3 separate regions of the Mus musculus genome follow, and all the other regions are linked to region 1. The links are chromatin contacts, called in public HiCAR-type and promoter capture Hi-C maps. All regions are on one chromosome and are shown on one strand. The core of a region is the stretch at or near the end of the contact, and the rest is flanking DNA. Distances in the headings are between cores, read along the strand shown. Region 1 holds the start of Pitpnb (phosphatidylinositol transfer protein, beta). Region 2 holds the start of Asphd2 (aspartate beta-hydroxylase domain containing 2). Region 3 holds the start of Srrd (SRR1 domain containing).

Evidence for each region. Promoter capture Hi-C pulls out the DNA fragments that hold promoters and counts their contacts. HiCAR-type assays count read pairs that join an accessible place to other places.
Region 2: a promoter capture Hi-C map of embryonic stem cells shows a contact between it and region 1, with 5 times the contacts expected there. The contact joins the promoter of Asphd2 here to the promoter of Pitpnb in region 1. A contact is called at or near these places in 2 of 39 promoter capture datasets (embryonic stem cells and liver), 2 of 115 datasets of contacts at active chromatin or transcription factors (embryonic stem cells and large pre-B cells) and 1 of 9 other capture datasets (embryonic stem cells).
Region 3: a contact with region 1 is called in a HiCAR-type map of astrocytes, with 3 times the contacts expected there. The contact joins the promoter of Srrd here to the promoter of Pitpnb in region 1. A contact is called at or near these places in 9 of 39 promoter capture datasets (the 3T3-L1 cell line, the C10 cell line, hippocampal neurons and 5 more), 1 of 484 Hi-C or Micro-C datasets (CD4 T cells), 7 of 115 datasets of contacts at active chromatin or transcription factors (the 230-238 cell line, astrocytes, large pre-B cells and 3 more) and 1 of 9 other capture datasets (liver).

Annotation. Positions count from the first base shown.
Region 1 is chr5:111,328,802-111,333,311 of GRCm38.p6, forward strand. It overlaps Pitpnb (phosphatidylinositol transfer protein, beta), which reads left to right and starts at 1,896. Exons shown (of 12, transcript NM_019640.5): 1 at 1,896-2,032. The coding sequence starts at 2,013.
Region 2 is chr5:112,392,347-112,396,856 of GRCm38.p6, forward strand. Asphd2 (aspartate beta-hydroxylase domain containing 2) reads right to left here and starts at 2,427. Exons shown (of 6, transcript NM_001357013.1): 1 at 2,372-2,427; 2 at 1,439-1,653; 3 at 1,114-1,237.
Region 3 is chr5:112,340,469-112,344,978 of GRCm38.p6, forward strand. It overlaps Srrd (SRR1 domain containing), which reads right to left and starts at 2,572. Exons shown (of 7, transcript NM_001359388.1): 1 at 2,407-2,572; 2 at 628-668. The coding sequence starts at 2,555. It overlaps Hps4 (HPS4, biogenesis of lysosomal organelles complex 3 subunit 2), which reads left to right and starts at 2,627. Exons shown (of 14, transcript NM_001359853.1): 1 at 2,627-2,695; 2 at 3,576-4,510.

The DNA of each region.
Region 1 (4,510 bases), core at 646-3,145:
ATTATTTCCTGGAAGTGGAGTTACAGGTGGCTTCCTAGTCTTCTGCAAGAGTAGTCATCTCTTCAACCTCTCTTTGGCTTTCCTTTTTAATTTACTGTTGCTGATCCCTGATAGTTTTTATATGGTTTTCATTCAAAAACCTTCTATTACCATGTGATATGTATAGGTGCTTCATGTAATTTTGGCTTTTTTGTGGTGTTTAAGACTGAACTCAAGCTGGGCGGGGTGGCACACGCCTTTAATCCTAGCACTTGGGAGGCAGAGGCAGAGGCAGAGGCAGAGGCAGGCGGATTTTTGAGTTCGAGGCCAGCTCTGTCTACAGAGTGAGTTCCAGGACAGCCAGAGCTATACAGAGAAACCCTGCCTCAAAAAAATCAAAAGGACTGAACTCACTGCTAGGACATTAGGCAAGTACTCTATAAACTGAGCTACATTTTCAGTCCCTTCCTACTTTTTATTCTCTAAACAGTCACCTATCTTTGGTTGTATAAATTAAGTCTCTACAAGATTCTTTATTCCAGATTTCTTGAAGTCAACCAGCCAGGATTCAGGTCCAGGGCTTCATCTTCAAAGTCCAACCCAGTTTCCCAAATCGGGACAACTGACCTATGCTCTGATATCTAACAAAATTAAGGAACACTTGGGACTGGGGTTGGAGAGATGGCTCAGCAGTTAAGAGCACTGGTGGTTCTTCTAGAGTATCTGGGTTCAATTCCCAGCACCCACGACGTGGCAGCTCACAACTGTTTGAAACTCCAGTTCCAGGGGATCTGACCTCATCCAGGTATACATGCAGGTAAAACACCAATGTACATAAAATATAAATAAATCAATCACTAGAGAGGGGAAGAATATTCTTGAGACTATTTCTAGTTTTTATGAAAATATTTTCAAGATCATTCGATGAGGGAAAAAATATGGTTTGACACAAAGTATAGAGAAATCAAATTTACCTAAAATGCCCGTTGACACAAAGAAGATTATTCCTGCAGCTATCCAGCTCCCTAGGAATCCCACTAAAAGGTCCTTGAATCCCAAGTTACTAAGTTCAGTGAGTGAGGAAGCAGAGGGCAGTCCAAGAGCAGTACTTAGTCACTGTTTCAAAATTGTTTTATCAAAGTTGTTAGGTCAACTAGTGCTTAAAGCCCGTGTTGGGACGGGCTTCTGATTGGTCTTAGTAAAATTTAACTTTCATTCTTCCTGTAGTGAGTTCTTTGCCCCGAAAGCACATAATGAAAAACCAATGCCTTAGACACGTAGAATTCGTCTAGAATTAGTCTACCCAACTGGGTCTGGGTCTGTCTCATGCAAAATTGCTTTTGTTGAGGATTCAATGTTTGGACAGGGGCTCAGTTGTTAAGAACACTGGGGGTTCTTGCAGAGGACCCAGGTTTGGTTCCCAGCACTCACATGGCATTTCACAACTGTCTGCATCTCCAGTTACACGTGAACCTCAGTATGCATGAGACACACAGGGAGCAGACACAATACAGGCAAACCAGATAGATGTACCCTTAAAAAGGTTAGTTAGGACAAGGGGCGAACACATCAGGATTTTAACACCGGTCTGTCTGGGTTTCTAGAACACGCTCCTGCTAAACCTGAGGTCGTCCTCGGCTCCCACACCTGTGCGAACTCAACGTCGTTTAGGGTCCCGACTGGAGAACTCACTGGAAACCATAGGCTGCACAGCGCCGTGAGAGACTAACGCTGGCAGGAGGACGCCGCGCTTGCTGCCCCACTGCTCGCCGAGAGTACGCAGGCGCGCTCCAAGGCTCACCAGCGCGCCAAGGGGCCACGCAGCCGCAGTGGAGGCCTCGTGCTCCGTGAGCGGGGCGTGGACTGGGCGGAGTCAGCTCCCCCAGGCGCGCTGACGCAATGGCCGGCGGCGGAAGGGCGCGGACGCGCAGGCGCTCCCGGGGCTCGGACGATTGGGAGGCGGGGCTACGCTTGCGTGTTGCGAGGCCCGGCGGTGGCGGCTGGCGGCGGCGGCTGTGAGGGGTTCCCGGAAGATGGTGCTGATTAAGGAATTGTGAGTGGGTCGTTGGGCTCGAACGAGGTTCCGGAATGCGGGCTGGGGAGGATCGGTGGGCTCCGCGAGGAGGGCGCTCCCGGGTCGCAGTTGGCTCCTTCCTGGAGCCCCCAAGGCCCTGTGCGGCGCCGCCGCCCTCCGCAGTCAGCGCCAGGGTCGGCGGTGCGGCCGGGGCTCTCGGGGGAGCCGGGAATGCCGGGCGAAGGGTCGCCCGCAAGTTCGAGCCCGACCCACCTCAGGCTCAGTGAAGCCCACTCTAGATCATGCCCCTGCGGTCGCTCTCAGACCCCTCATCTCTAAGATGGGGAGACACCGGCCCCACCTGCTTCACTGGGTTCGGTGCGGGGTTAAACACATGGTGCTTAACACGGCAAATAAAGACTTTTCCCAAGTTCGTCGGACTGGTCCCGTCATTCTGTTGGGAAGTTGTGGCTTCCCCCTCTGCTTAGAGCCACGGACATCACAGGAAACCGTGGTGGCGGGGAATGTTCAGCTGTCATACCTGAGCCGGTGTCCCTTGTGCAATTTCAAGTGTGACCCATTTTGTTGTTGCTGTTCTTCCTCGGCCCTGGTTTAATTTCAGATTCTTAAAAGAAGCAAAAAAAAAAAAAGACGTTAAGTTAGCTGTCTAGATTCCTTGCCTGTATTAACGTCAACCTTGTAAAAATCACTAACAAGGTTTCTCTACTTAACACTGCCCAGATTCTATTTTCTGCTCATATGTAATTTTTTTTCCTTGCCCATTCCAGCATTACAAGACCCCTTGTTCCTCTGTCGCTCTGTATGTTGGCTTTCCTTCTCTTTCTGCTGACTCGAATGCTTTTTCCTCAAATCAGTAGCTCACCTTAAAGGTCTTGGGAAGTGTGTATTGTTTGTCTTTCTGACTGTTCGCCCTACATTGTGCAGGATACTCACTCTGATACCTCCATTTTTTTTGGATCAGTCTTTAGTACATAGCACATCTTCAGCCAGCATTTGGTGTTTTTAAAGATTTGCCTGTTTATATGTGTATTTAAGTGTTTGCCTGCGTGTGTGCATATGTGCTGCGTTCATACAGTGCTCTTGGAGGTAGTAGTAAGAGGGCATTAGGCATTGGATCCCCTGGAACTAGAGCAAGAAGTGAGCCACCGTCCATGGGCTGGAAACTGAACCCAGTTACTCAGAGCAGCAAGTCCTCTTAGCCGCAGAGCCATTTCTCCAGCCCTTCAGCAAACTCTTGTTAAATGAATTGGTGACGATTCTTTTTCACTTTTAGGAGAACACTTTTAATTACATTTGTATGGAGAGGGGTGTACAGGGTAGTACACCGAGTGCTTTTGGAGGTCAGGGGACAGCTTTCGAGTCAGTTCTCTACTCCTATTAGGGTCCTGCACCTGAAACTCCAGTCATGCCTTTGCCTGCTGGGCCATCTCTGGCCTGAAGAAGTACTACTTTTTTTTTTTTTTTAGTGACAGGGAGTCTGAAAAAAGGCTTACTTTCGCATTCTGCACACAGCAAAGATTTACACTTAAAACATAATCATACTACTGAACTTTGAGTTTATGAAAACTTTCTTCCAAGTAATTTTAACAATGTATCTTGTAAACATCACCTAACATTACTCTAGTGGCAGATATTAAAACAGGAGAATATGCGATAGACAGGAACTGACTTGTGCCAAGCTACCTAGGAAGAGAGATGCTAGACTGACTGCACATGAGGCATCTAGTGGCTTTTAATTTATTAGTTACTTCCTGTCTTCAGAATGTGAGTTAACTCTTGAGTTAACCCTCTCTGACAGTGTGTGTTTGTACCTCAGTACAGATGTCCCTAGAGGCCAGAGGATCCAGTTGGAGCTGGTGCTAGAAAATGAGCCGAGGCCCTCTCTGAGAGAGCAGTACCTCTTAGCCATCTCTCCAGTCCTGTGTTTTGCATACCTTTACTTTATGAAGGAAGGTAGCAAAGGCTAATGTGTATCTATCATTTAATTGTTTTCATCAGAGTCTCTCTTAGCTGTTTTTTTTCCTCCTCCTAGATTTAAGATAAAGACAGTTTACTGTCTATGTCAAACACGGTGTGAGTACTCAGTGCTGTAAATGAAGTGACCCCTGCTGTCAGCTCCATCCAGTGACTAGATGGTTCCTGTGTGGGGAAGTAAAATACCTTGGCACATGTTGGATGTCTTAGAACTTTTTTTTCCTCTTTTTTTTTTTTCGAGACAGGGTTTCTCTGTGCAGTCCTGGCTGTCCTAGAACTCACTGTAGACCAGGCTGGCCTCAAACTCAGAAATCCGCCTGCCTCTGCCTCCCAAGTGCTGGGATTACAGGCGTGCGCCACCACTGCTGGGCTTTTTTTTTTTTTTTTTTTAAATAGCTTTCAGGGCCAAGTGTGGTGACACATGCCTTTAATACCAGCCCTGAGAGAGGCAGGGCTTTTGTGAGTTCCAGGGTGGCCAGGGCTACCTAATAAGACCCTGTCTCAAACAAAATAGAAGAGGAA
Region 2 (4,510 bases), core at 1,177-3,676, 1.1 Mb after region 1:
CAGAGGGCTATCACATCCCCCTCCTCTTCCCAAGCAATCTGTAAGTTGGGCTAATATCACTGTCAGAAAAGCAGGCAGGTGCCCTGAAGTGACCTCTGTGGCAGGGGCAGGGCTCTTTCTGCCACTCAGCTGCGAGGTGACCTAGTGGCCTTGGCCCACGGGGTTATGGAAGGGAAAGCCTTCCAAGCCCCTGATTCAGTGTCCCACCTCTGAGAGCAGCTGGCATTGCTTTGCCAGCCATCCTGCTTATGGGACGTGGATCCCAAATCACTGTAAACACGATGCAAGCCTGATTGTGCCCCCTAAGAGCGTCCCCCAGTTTCTCTACAATGCTCCATTTTCCAAAGTGGTGCAAACAGTCAGGTCTATGTTCTCCTAAAAGTACTCCATCACCTGGGGGAGCACCACTGGGAGCACTTTAGTGCTCCTCCCTCCTCTCCTTGGAGAGAAAGGAGACAATAACAAGACATGTCCCCCACCGCCTGGACCAGCCAGGTCTTGGAAGTATGCAGCATAGCAGAGAAGTTACACAGCCTAACTAGACACAGGCTAGACCAGGTGTGCACACCTGCCTCTGCAGGGCACTTCCACTCTCAAAGGTCCAGTGTTTTCATCTATCAGCTGGCTGGGGATAATGTCACAATAAATCCATGATGTGTGATCAACAGGCAAACCAAAGGTGGAGGGTGTCCCAAGGCTCCCACCCCAAGCAGAAGGCAAAGCCGAAGCAACCTGACTGAGAGTGATGTCCACTCCTGGAGTCAAGGAAAACTGCTGGTGCTCATGCCTCACCTACTGGCACCATCCTGGTGTCGGCTGAATAAAGCATCACTTGACTATAATGTTTAGGAAGTCAAAAACACGCACACTGAATATTCATGGAACTCTTAGGCTTCTAGGAAAAGTACAGGAACAGGGAGAGGAGAAGTCAGCTTCTTCTCGAGCTGCTGAGCCGGTGTTAAGCTTAACACCCACCCTCCTCCATGGGTGATACCATCAGCCCTGACGGTTTCCTCTTTAGGAAAAAGGGGAAAAGCCCCAGAAAGGTGCCTTTTTTGGCACCTGCTCTTTGAGAAAGCCCAGGGTTCCCAAGATTCTATGTGAGACTCTCACCTGGTGTTCATAGACTCTGAGGAAACTGTAACTCCAAAACTGCTTTCATCAGCCAGGTTTCTTCGGATGTCCTGAGCCCCAGTCAGTGGTAATAACTGACTCAAGAAACCGAGTTCCCACCAACCTGCTCATGTCAAAAGCAGATGGATAGGATACCTCTCCACTGCCAGCCCTTCCCCTCCTCAGAACAGCCTTGCTTGCTCCGGACAAAGCAAACAAGAGCCCTCCCTTAGACAGAGCAGTAAACATTCAGCAAGGAGAGAGCCTAACCTCTCCACATGACCAAATCCAGCACTAAGAGAAGGAGCTGGGACCTGCCACTCACTTGAGTTCCAGGAGGCTGGCGGCCCCTTCGCCCAGGGAGGGACACACAAGTCCAGAGCTGATTTGTGACAAGAGAACAAACTCTGGTTTTGGTAGAGTGTGTGGCATCAGGATAATAGGTAGACACACACACTTCTGGCTCTCTTCACAGATCAGTTCCCATCAGGAACGGGCATCATGCAGCCCCGAACCTCAGATCTCAAAGATCAGCCGGCTCTGGGGAATAAAGGACAAATTCAAGTCCGATCAAAGATAACTTCTGACGTGAGGAATGCCTGGGGAGACAGTCTCCACTTGACCCAGTTAACCCGGATCAGATGACCAGCTCAGGAAGCTTTCTGATGACAAAGAGACCGGGTCACCCTGAGGTGAAGCCAGGCGACCCCGAACCCCCCCCCCCCCCCGCAAGGTACAGCACACCACAGGAGAGGATAGGGGGTAGCTGTGTTGCTTGCTATCCTCTCTACCAGGGGGCGCAGAGAACTGTCCGGAGACAAGCCCTCCCCTCTAGGGACCTTCCTCCTCACAGTCTCCCGCCAGTGTCACAGGCCCTGGAGAGAGTACGACAGAAGAGGTCAGAAAGATGCGTTAACGCAGGTAGTCAGGGGAAGAGATGGTGAGGTGAGGGTTACCTGGAAAAGTGGGAAGGAGGTTTAGGGCGCGTGACAATTCTCGGGACAGGGAGGTGGGTCAAAGTGGGTGATGCTGAGGAGGATGGGGGATCAGGGGAAAAGGCGAAGGAGGAAGCTGGAAAGAGAGAAAGAGGGGGAGGAGAAAAGGTGGGGGTGATGCTGCGCTGCGCGGTCCAGCTCGAGAGGCACTCAGCACGCAGCCGGTGCTAGGCGACCGCGGGCCCTGGGCCGGCCCGGGATGCAGGCGCGGGCGCCCCTAGCATCGTCCTCCTCTGCCCCGCAGCCCTGGAGACCCCGCTTACCTGCGCGGGCGGCTGCGGGGACCCGGGCGACGCCACTGCCCCAGGGACGCGGCCGCCCCCTGCCGCGCCCGCAGCCGCCGCCCGGCCGGAGCCGCGAGCCCCGCCGAGCCGGTGCCGCCCGCGCTGCGCTCCGCCACCCCGAGGACCACAACTCCCACAATGCCGCGCGCGCCTGGCGGCGGGGAGGGGGCGGCGGGGCGGGGCGGGACCCCCGGCGCATGCATCTGCCGCGCGTACCCGCGGGGGGCTCCGCGCGTCCCGCCCCACCGAGCATCGGGTGCGCGCATCAGGTCCGGGGGCTTCGCCTATCAGACGCCTTTGTTCCTCCCTCCCTCCCTCCTGCATCCCCTCCGCTCGGTCCTCCCTTCCGCATCTCCTCCCCTTGGTGTCCTTCCCCTCGCCCCTCTTGCCTGTGATGAATCCCACACACACTTCTGAGGCCCCGCGGACACGTGGGATGAAATTGCAAATGGAACAGCCTGGAAGATCCGCGGCTCCCGGCCCCGCCTGGGCGCTGCTGACTGGAGCTGTTGCAGACCTGGCGCCTGCCCACAGGGAGGCCCAGTCTAGCTAGCCACGGCCAGTTCTGCCCAGTTCACTGGAGGGAAAGGGGCTGCTCAGCCTGGCCTAGGGACACCGCGCTGCGAGCGCCCAGGGAAGCGTGGGCTCCTTGGAACAGTGCATGGGCGTTCTGGGAGCGTGGGGTGGGATGCCAGCCCACAGCCCATCTGTGTCTGTCCTCGAACCTACTGCTTCCAATCCCAGCATGCATCTTTGTCCTGGCCTAGAATCCTCATTTTTGTCCAGGATAAAATCACCTCGGGTCTGTCCCAGAAGCCCCCTGCCCTTCACCCAAGCTCGCACTTATACAGTTGGTGATAGAGAACCCACTTGCTTCACCCAGGACCCCTGTTTCCTGACTCAGAACCCACTCCATGCCCTGGAGTCTCCATCTTAGTCCCTTAAGCCCTTGTTACAATTCCAGGAGTAGAATAGCATCCCCCCCCCCCCCCACCACCACTTTTTATTTTAATACAGTGACTCAAAACGCGTCATTGGTTCAGCAAGGTTCTTTTGCGGGGACGCCACCAAGACACCTGACAGAAACCAATGGAGGTGGGAAAGCTCACCTGGGCTCACAGGTCAAAAGTTTTCAGTCCGTTATGGCAGAAAACGCATGGAGGGATGCTACACTTGTAAGCGTGTGATCTAGGCTCAGGAAATTGGGGCAAAACCAGGGTCAGTCTGTCCTTCAAAACCCACCTCTCCCGCCTACTTCCTGCAACCAGACCCACCTCCCGTTGTAAACTCCAGGGCCTCCACAATCGGTGCCATAGGCCGAGAACAAATGATCAGACCATGAATATGTCTTACATAGATTGAGAGCCTGTAAAATGCACTAAGGACGGTTGCCGATCCCGGGCTGACGACGGAGGGCTGAAGGCAACCCTGCTCCTTCTGAGTAACTGCTCTGAGTGGCTAGAGAAAGCATGCAGCTCGTGTCCTGCTTCACATTTAGCAAGTTGCCCAAATTTAGCCTCATCCACGGCCCTTATGCATAAAGAACACCGTCTTTCACACGGTCTTCCGTATGCGTTCCATTCCCAGACTACACCATCTGCAGTGCATTACGAATTAATCCTGTCGACGAACCTTGTAATTATCTGTGACCACTGTGATTACAGGGTTCCATGTTTGTTAAGCGTGTTTATTTGTTCGGCGGCCAGATTACAGACACGGCTCTGCTAACCTCTCTGGCCATTTCAGTTCTTTTAAATTGCTGAGAGTCTCAGAAGATGATAATCACTCCAATCTCTGTCGAGCTTCTAACGGCCTTAGTAGGTGAGTTCTGCCAGAAAAGAGTGTCCAGGACTTGCAGAGGGAACTCTGGGTGAGAGCCGAGGACACACTGCCACTATGTCACCAGAAGGGCAGAGACTAGGACTCGGTGAGTCTAAATTGCCTGCCTTTAGCCCAGCTGCCATGGTACTCTCCTCCCTCTTGTCTTGTTGAGGGCGGCCATTGCAGCCCACTGCAGGCTGCACACCCCATCATTATACCACCGTATGAGCTTGCAGGCCACCCAACTTCTTCTTTCTTCAGATGCTGTGTGTGTGGTGTGTATGTGTGTGCATGTGT
Region 3 (4,510 bases), core at 1,322-3,821, 1.0 Mb after region 1:
GGCAAAGCCACCTTTGTACAGTTGCCGCAGGTGAGGAAAGGCTGTTCCAGAAACTTTAAAGTCCTTGTCGGGAAGAGAACCCTTAAAACCTTTTTTGATGGTAGACGCTGCCTTTCATTTAACAACCTCAAATCCCAGAGTGGGGTGGGGGTGGGGGGGTGGCTGCAGCCTACAGGTGAGGCTTAACTGAGTTATTGAAACAGGAGCCTGTGATACAGTGTAAACACTGCCTGTCCATCCCTGGATACAGTGTAAACCAGGGCCTGCTCATCCCTAAGGACCATGCTGAAGAAACCGAATTGAGAGCACCTGCAAGGGGGAAAGGTCTACACTGTAAAGGAGAAAGTGGGATCCGTATACAATCTAGCCATCTTGATGACTAATAGCACTTAGGAGAGCCATGCACTTCCCACCTTACTTAATGCTCACAACTACACTGCAGGATATACACACCACCACCTCCACTGCAGTGTTCAGTGCCAAAGACACAGCTCTGAGGAAGTCAGCACCAGAACCCACCACAAGCAAGACTGTGAAGCAAAATGTCCTTGGATGGAGAGTGTCCTTTGTCCACTTTCAGGTAGCCCCCCTTCCACTCCCACACCTCCCCTACTAACCCCTACTCACCCAGTGCCGAACTGCAGAAATCAGAGATCCGCAGGTCCTCCCTGTTGAGAAGACATGGCCTGCTCATCTCCCTTCTCTTTTGTGCCATCTTAGCCCCGACCATGAGCCAGATGCACGGGGGATGGAGGACCCTCTGATACAGAGCCAGCCCTTACTGAAAGACATTCCCATGGCCTGGATGTAGATTGCTGAGTCCTTTTATAAAAAGGACCTCCATCAAGAGGCCCTGGTTTGCCAAGGGATGGTCTGGGTGTGTTCTACTACTTTGGCATGGCAGAGATGCAGTTCAATAAATAAAGTCCTCAGACTTTCCCTTTATGATGGGAGTGTCCTCTCAAGACTGGAGAGTAGCAGGGGGAAATGAATGAGCTACTCAGCAGGAACTCAATAGCTTCCCCACTATAAATAACGGTAAAAAGAAGGTCAAAGAGGAAGTCCAAGGGTCTGGTCAGCTGGTTTCCACAGCCTAAGGCAGAACAATCAACAGTGAATTTAAGTATGCCAGAGGCAATGTTTAGGGACAAAGAGGAGAGAAACTGCCCCCAGGCGACCTACATTCTTCTAAGGAAAGAAGTGCCCGATAAATCAAAGTACTCTGTAATATTCTAAGTAGCCCTGAATCAGATTCTCTATGCTCAGGAGTGATAACCACACCCCTGGAAGGATGCTGGGAGAAGCAGGGCATTCTGGGAGATTCTGAAGCAGCTGAGGAAACAATGACTATCTGGTGTGCGCCTTGAAGAGTTCAGGTCCTAGACACCTATGTCTCACTAATCTCGAGACTTTAAGGCACTGCTTGCTTCTATCTGTCCTCTCAGCTGCACCGCCAGTAATTTATGTTCAGAGGTAACTTCTGGGTCACCAATGCTTTTTAAGTGTAACTTGCCCCCCTCATCACAGCCCTTCTGACCCATACAAAATGCTACCAACATTTCTAACTTAGCCCTGTAAGACCAAAACTAGAAAAGGCAAGAACACGGTGTAGCCTGTGTATGGTGGGCACCGTCTATGTGCCCTGTAAGAAGGTACAGACCAAGTGCTGGGGAGATGGATGTAACATAATAGAGTACATGATAATGATTAGGTGGAAGCATGGGGTTTGAAGTCACCAAGGCCTGGGCCTGAAACAATGATCTTTGTATGTCTCTCGGAGTGCCCAGGATTCCAGTGAGCCTGTGAAATACATAGGCTGCAAAAGTCTGCGCACACAGCTGCTGCTCAGTAAACCATTGATGCAAATGTTGACATCTGTGTTTGCTGCAACCTCGATTTACAATACGGATAATAACCAATGTGGTGTGTGGCCCACAGCAAAGACGGGATATCCTCCAATTCAGGGCTGCTGGGCTAGCCTAAGCTATAGTACAAGATCCCGCCTCCAAATCCAGAGCTGATGATTTATAGGGTAAAGGTTCTTGCCACCAAGCCTCACATTTGAGTTTGATTGTCCTAACCTATGCAGTGAAAGCAGAGGTCTTCTGAGCACCTTCTGACACCCTCCTCCCCCACCTCGAGCTTGGGTGCCAGGGAGTGCTCTACAGTCACATCACACAATCCTCTGAGCATCCCTACGTAATGCTTAAACCCCCATCTCAAAGGTGGCAGACAGGGACACAGGATGATAAACTGCCGCAGCCGCAGCGAATGGGAATGGCAGCTTTACTGAGAGCTTGCTACAGTGACACCGGAGGGAGAACTCAGCCTTTCCCAGCGGGTTGGCACACCCATTTCCAGGTTAGGGACACTGAGGCTGGAGTTGCCTCTCGGCGCTGCACTCACTCGGCCTCCCGCAGGCGGCGTAGCACCGCTTCGCCGTCCGCCTCCGGCTCGGCCCGGGGCCCCTCGCCCGGCCGCGGTCGCCTTCCCGCCGCGCGCTTCCTCCTCCGCGGAGCCACCGCGCTCCAGGGCTCGAGAGCCGCCGCCGCCATGCTCTGACGTCAGCAGAGTGCGCCAGAGCGGCCGCCGTGCCGCCGACGTCACAGGCTGCGTCACACCTCACGTCATCGCCAAGCCCCCACCGGCGGGAGGTGGGTCCGCGCGTGATCGCGGGGCTGCCGGGCGGGCGCAGGTATCGGGGGTTTTCCCGCGGGCGGCCAGACAGAGCCCGGGGTCCCGGTGGGCGGGCGGGCGGGCGAGCCTGATCCACGCGATCGGGCCGCAGGGTTCGGGGCTCCTGACCAGCGAGGGACTTCCCTCCGTCCCCGCGCGCACCCGCACTGTCCCCCTGCCTGTACTCTTAGGGTGTCATGGCCTCTTTAGGTCCCTTACACAATCACTGACCTCATCGGGACCTTTGAGAACTCGCTGTTAGGTCCTCCGAGCAGGCCTCAGGGAATGGGAGGGGTGGTTCCAGGAACAGAGATGCCCTGCACAGTGTGCTCGCCCTGTGTTTGCTGCAGAACGAGGTGTGTGTAGTTGAGGTGACTGATATTTAAGAGGCCTTTTCGGGTTCGTGGGGGATGCCCCTCGGGCACTTCCTTCTTCCTAAGAGAGTTTACTCGCTTTTAAGAGAGGGTCCTGCTTTGTAGCCATAGCTTGCCTGGAACTCAGCAATCTGCCTGTCTATTTCCAGTGCGCTGGGATAAAAGGCCTAAACTACCATGCCTGGCTCCCTCCCTAAGAGACTTCAACGTACTATTTCCACAGGTGGCAGATTGTGGCCAGCTTTAGAGATCCTGTCCTTGAAGGAATTAACCAGAAAAGTGGGATTAAGACTATAGTCTTAATGAAGCCAGGTGGTGGTGGCGCACACTTTTAACCCCAGCACTTGGGAGGCAGAGACAGCCTGAGTCTACAGAGTGAGTTCCAGGACAGCCAGGGCTATACAGAGAAACCCTGTCTCGAAAAAACAAACAAACAAATAAACAAAACAAAACAAAGACTATAGATGAAAATGACGGAAGGCTTGTCAAGGAAAAGGATTAAATTATTTTTGTGTTTCCTCCCAGTGTTATCCACACAGTGAAATAAGACTGTCAGAAAATTTCAGCCTCGTGGATAGTAATTTTAATGCCTGTACCACCTGTTTCTGGACAGTTCTCTTGGAGGAGCGAAGAATCAGAGTGAGGCCAAGACTCTTTTCTGGCAGAGTATTCCATGATACACTGAGTTGTCTTCCCCTCTGTCAAAGTTCTCTCTTGCACTCTGAAGGGCTGCGCACATTCTGATTAGGCTCCTGAGTGCCAGTTCCTTAATTTTGGGACCATTTGACTGGTGTGGTCCCTTACACCCAGTACCTTCTACACTCGTCGTCTGGTTTCCCTTCTGCAAAGCTATTTTCTGCTGAAAAAAAAAAAAAGGCCTTTGAAGTATCTGCTACCCGAACTCTTTTTATTCTAAAACACAAGCTCTGAAGGCTGCTTTGAAACCAAGTGTTTATTGAACCTTGTGGGTCACATGAGTGGTCACAGGTTTCTGAAAGAATTGATTCTTTGTTTTTCCTCAGAGCTGAGATACTGGTGTGTGTGTGTGTGTGTGACCTGGGAACTTTGGACCTTTTGAAGAAACTCACTGGATGGCTTTGGACTGTACACAAAGTCAGAGATCCTATCAGAAGCTGCCCTGCCCATCCAGCATGCTTCTCCTTGCTGTGGCACTCCCTGGGGGGGAGTTGGAACAGATTCCAGTGTAGACAGCCATACAGATGCTCCTGAAAGCAGCTCACAGATGGTTGAGTTAATCTAGTCCACCTCCAGTCCTCCTGGACTTGTCAGCAGTGCAGAGATACTTCTGGAAAGGAACCTGCCCCGAAGGGAAGTTGCCTTTTCATATTGATTCAAGAGTGAACAAGAGGCAGAAACCACCTGGATGGTCCACACCTGGCATCACTGAGCTGGGGACACCAGTTGGGGGACAGAGAACTGCTTCTAGGAAGAACACCAGA